Regions from separate parts of the Gossypium hirsutum genome. Here region 1 is linked to region 2. A link is a contact called in public Hi-C data. All regions are on one chromosome and are shown on one strand. The core of a region is the stretch at or near the end of the contact, and the rest is flanking DNA. Distances in the headings are between cores, read along the strand shown.

Region 1 (2,700 bases), core at 44-2,543, 150 kb after region 2:
TAAAATAAATAAACATTTATTTTTATATCTGATTAATATATCAACATAAAATTATGTTAATCCGATAATATTGTTAGTGATTTGTGAAAATTAAATCAAATCAAAATTTCATGTATAAAATCGCACAAAATTAAAATTCATGTATGACATTACATGTTGGAGCGAAATTCATGTATAATTTTAATATTTATCCCTATTAAATTTTAAAATGTTATTTTTATATTCTATAATTAATTTTAAAAACAAAACATTTTTTATCAATTAGTTTTAGATCGGGCAATTTAGATTTGAGCCGGTAAATATTCAAGTTCGAGTTCCAATAATGTATAACTCCCATTTTTACTATATGAGTTTGTTTAATCCCTTTCGAATTGGTTCAATTTTATTTGATTTTTTCGTTTGTTGTGTATTATATTAATTTTATATATGAAGATTTTCACGGTGTTAGTGTCATACATAATCAGATCTCAACTCAATTATTAAATTATTAAAAAGTATTTATTTTAATAAAATAATAAAAATTTAAAAATAATTTTACATTTTTTATATAAAATTTAAAAAAGTACTAATAATATTTAGCTCATATGTAATATGTCGAAAAAAATCGTGTCTTACCTCTAAACGAACTTACAAAATACGAATGATTAATTATTGAGAAAATTCCAATATATAAAACGTGACTTACAAAATGCAACAACCGGTAAACATTTTCCAAAATAGAAAAGAAAATAGTCATAGGCTGACGTGAATCAGACTACCACTAAGTAGGTCCCAAGTAACGTCACAACTCCAAACTACCGCATCTCCCTTTCAGAGAATAAATAATTAGAAAAGGAAAAAAATACTTTTCTGGTCCCTCTTAATTTTGATATTGATCAAATTAGTTTATCTAAAAAATAGAGTAATTTAATTTCTATCAATTTCGAAAATGAGCAACTAAAGATAATTAATTATGATGTTAATTGTCTTTATTATTATTGATATAATAATAAATTTAGTCTTTGATGCTTATATATTTTATGTAAATATTATAAGATAAATTTGTTAAGATTAAATTGATAGAATGTGTAAATGTTATAAACTTATTTTTTATGCATAAAATTTAAGGGCTAAATTTGTTATTATACCAATAAAAATGTAGAAAAAATTAATGGTGTTTTTAATTGTTTTAGTTGCTCACTTTTGAAATTGATTTTCACTTTTTTAAAGGGACGAACTTGCTTAATACCGAAACTAAGAGGGACTGAAAAGGTCTTTTTACCAAAAATATTACAGTGCGCCTACAAAATTCGCCATCGCCGAAAAGTAGTGTCCGAAGTCTGAATTTTGATCATTGAAGATTTTCAAACTTCAATAGTCCATGGCGTTGTCAAATTCCCTTTTCTTTCCTTCTTTTAACGCCGTCGACCTCCGACGTTCCACGGTTCCCGATTCCAGCATCGCCCCTTTTTTCACTTCTTTTGACTCTTCTAGATTCCGCTGCAACTTTTCTCAGTGCGGCATTAAGCCCACTTTCTCTGCAAGAAAGTAAGAAACCAAAACGAAAATCTGTATATCCTTTTTTTGTTGTTGTTGTTGTTGTTGTTGTTGATTGTTTTGTGTTAATAGATGATGGGTATTTTTTCTTGTTGATGCAGACGCATTGTTTCTGCTGCTAACAATGGTTTCAACACGGTTAATTCAACTTCATTGGTAAAAGAATCCATCTTCGTTTACCATCTTTTACTTAACTCACATATGGGTCATGGAACTTAAATGAACAATCTCAGCGATTTCTATCAAGTGCATAATGATGTTGATCAATTTGTTCCGATCAAAGCCCTTTTTTAAAAAAAAAATGAAAAATTTAACTAAAAAAAATGCTAAAGAAGGGAAAAAAGAAGAAGAAGAATGAAGGTTGCTTACAGTTAGCTGATCCATGTTTGTGCAGATTCCATAGGAAACTGTAGAAGAGAGGGTAAGCTACAATTGAAAGAAATGTGATTTTCAATATATGAGTGATGAATTTAATCAAAATTAAGGTAGAAGAATATTTTATCTTCTTAAAGATGCACTGCAATTGATAGCTCCAAGAATATGCCTTTCTAAATTTTGATATGGTTTTCAAGTGAAGTACGCTGGACAGAACTATTATGCAGTTTCTCTCTTGCTTTCTCAGTGTTTTTTTTTTTGTAGTTCTTTGGATATTTATTTTTAAGAAAATGCTTATTTGTGATAGTTAAAGTTTGTAGATGCTAGATGACATCAATGCAAACGGGAGGACTGGAGGAGGGTGTGAGGGGTCGGGCAGGAAATGTCGGGAAAGAGAAAGACATAAACGTTCTGTTGCAAAACTCCAAAATACAAATTTTAACCTAAATACTTTAAAATTCATAAAAAACTAGTTAGTAAAACATATATCTAAATATGTTAATCCCTTGATCAGTGTATTCTTGTTCTGCATCGCACTGCATATATAATGATGCCATTAGTTTAATCGGCTGATTTACATTGCAGGGGACTGGCCAAGATGAAGATGATTATATTCCAATGCCAATTGTTTTGATTGATCAAGATTCAGATTCAGAAGCAACAGTTGTGCAGCTGAGTTTTGGAGATCGTTTGGGTGCTCTCATTGACACGGTTAAGTGGATATCTCAACTTATATTCTTTCCTTTCAAAGATTTATAAGCTTATTTTTTTAGGATTACTGGCCAAGCC
Region 2 (2,700 bases), core at 157-2,656:
AGAGTACAAAGCACACAAATTATGGAGTTACGTGATACAATACAGCCATTTACACAAGCGTAAAAAACTGTAAATAGATTAACGGTATTCATGTTACAACGCATGGCCTTCCTGATGACAATTCCATTTTCCAAACACAGTCTACTTTATTCTGCTCTTAAATAAATGGCATATAGAAAGTCGTACAAGCTTTGGCAGTGTCACACGAGTTTGTGGTGCTGAATGTGATTTGCAGGTAGGGATGATACTAATTGCAAATACTAACAACAGACTACTAGAAGATGAACCCATTATTTTAACCTCCAAATTTTCTATGTGCTAACTGCTGAACATATAAAAAAATGTAGGACTTACCTGAAAATTTTGTGCTGCTAGAGGATCATTGGGGTTTTTATCAGGGTGAACCTGCCGTGCCTGCATACAAATAAATAAATAAAAAGTGTAAAGCTTTTATCTTAAAAGACCATGAACCATAAACTGAAAAGTTAAACTCTAAATAAAGAATATAGCGAAAATTCTTAGCACCGAGTAAATAACTGCAAGAGAAATCGACATTAAGGGTAGGAATTTTTTCAGACGGATCTACCAGCAGGGACAGCGCCAGGGGCAGGCACTGCCTAGGCCCCAAAATAGTGAAATGCTAGTTTAGTCCCTCCAAATTTATAAATTTTAAAGTTAATACAAAATAAGTTCCAGTTTAGCCCCAAAAAAGAATTTATAACTCAATTCTATATTTCCAAAAATGGTGAAATATTAGTAGTTTTGTCCCTCCATAAACTATAAATTTACAACTTAATAGTAAAACTACATTTTGACCCCTCACAAAAAATTAGAATTTAATTCTGGTCCCCAATAAAAAAAAGTTTCAGGCTTCGTCCCTCTCTAGTCTCTAGTCTCTACCACCATTAAATCTGAAAAAAGATGACCTAATCTAGCTGAAAAAAGATGATCATAAGTAAAGGTAACTCTGATTATTGAGATCAAAGATATTTTTCAAACGGATCTACAAACATTAAAACTGCAAAAATAAAAACCTAATTAAGCTGAGGAGAGAAATAAACCACCTTGATGTAATAAGCTTTCTTGATTTCAGCCTCTGTAGCAGAAGGGCTGACCCCTAGAACATCGTAGTACTCCGTCTCCTTCACCATTCCCGATCGACGATAACTTGCAGTGTTCTTTTTTTCTTTTTCTTTACTACAAAACTTTCAATGGACTTCTTTTTAAAGAAATACAGTTGTTTTTATTTTTGGGGAAAAAATAAAAATAATATTAATTTCGATGGAAATGAGGTAAAAAAGAAAAATAAAAAATAAGTTGTAAAATGTGCAAAATATTTGGGAACGAGGAAACGTAGTAGACAAAGTCTAAAGTCGCGTATTCGACGTAACTCCACGCGCTGACCCCTTTGATTCATTAGCGTTGACTACCCTTTAACTGATTTTTGGTTAAATTTTTCTATTAGTCTCTTCATTTTACGAAAATAGTATATTTAGTCCTTATACCTCAAAATGGTCAATTTTAGCCTCTTTACTTTTCAATTTTTGAAATTTTAGTCTTGATCCAAACAGTTACAGTTAATTTTGTATGGTTAAATTCAATTAGCTGTCTTTTTACTATGTGTACAATTGTAGATTTAGTCTATATTCTCCAATTCAATTATTTTAAGTCCCTATACTTTCCGATTTTTGGTCTTAGCCTACTAATATATTCATAAGTGTTCAAATGTAGCCTTAGATACATTATGAAAATCTTAAATTGCTTTGTTAACTCATCTATTACATCCATGAAAAATCATATACCTAAACTCAAGTTTATAAATTATAACTCATTGATCAATCTTGTTGTTTGATACATATTCTTTTAATATGATAATCTTTTAACATCTTTAACCTTAGAATATGTTATTGATTTATAGTCATAACTACATCTTATTAACAAGGTTTTAGTTTAATTAACCCATAATAAACTTTAGGGAAATGACTCAGATACATGAGAACCATCCCACATAACCAAGAAGCACATAAGTGCTAGGTACCTTATCACATACCTTCATCCCAACCAAATTGCACATAAGTGCATCCATCCCTACACAACCAAATTGCACCGAAATGTAAAGCCTGAAGCAACAAATCTCTATATACAAAACTCTGGATACAAAACTTCATGTTCGCATCTATCTCTATTAACATGCTAATCGTATCTTACTATTTTGCTAAGTTTACTAGGGCACTTAGGGTGACATATAATATAATTTGTTTTTATGACTAAACTGGAACTCGTCTTAATTTTTATGACTTAATTAAAACCCTTCCAAGTTACGATTGATGATATGAAAGAAAGTAGAAACATCTATTATACACAAAGTAATTTATCCATTTTTTAATGAAAGGATTACATTGTAATTTAAGATATATTACAAAAAAAAAAAAATTTGTGGTACTCTTACAATTTTTTTCACTATCATAATCTTGTAAGTTACTTGCAGTACACGAATTCTGTAATTTTAACTGCAACTTCGCCTACCAACAACTAGCATTTCCAACACTAAAATGATTAAGATATTGTATGACTTTGTTTTATTATTAACTTTCTTACTATTCTAGAGGTATTTTTTTTGTTAAGTTACAATTATCTTAGTATTATTTAAAGTAAAAAAACTTTTTTTAATGTATTTTTAATTTGCTGGGAAACATTTAT

Evidence for each region. Hi-C and Micro-C count contacts between places; a contact is called where the count stands out from the background.
Region 1: a contact with region 2 is called in a Hi-C map of anther, with 2.7 times the contacts expected there. The contact joins the promoter of LOC107933308 here to the promoter of LOC121212148 in region 2. A contact is called at or near these places in 3 of 34 Hi-C or Micro-C datasets (anther, hypocotyl and leaf).

Annotation. Positions count from the first base shown.
Region 1 is chrA13:1,112,807-1,115,506 of Gossypium_hirsutum_v2.1, forward strand. It overlaps LOC107933308 (ACT domain-containing protein ACR12), which reads left to right and starts at 1,294. Exons shown (of 10, transcript XM_016865484.2): 1 at 1,294-1,527; 2 at 1,638-1,692; 3 at 2,497-2,622. The coding sequence starts at 1,361.
Region 2 is chrA13:965,394-968,093 of Gossypium_hirsutum_v2.1, forward strand. LOC121212148 (chaperone protein dnaJ 10) reads right to left here and starts at 1,407. Exons shown (of 10, transcript XM_041084407.1): 1 at 1,065-1,407; 2 at 355-414. The coding sequence starts at 1,151.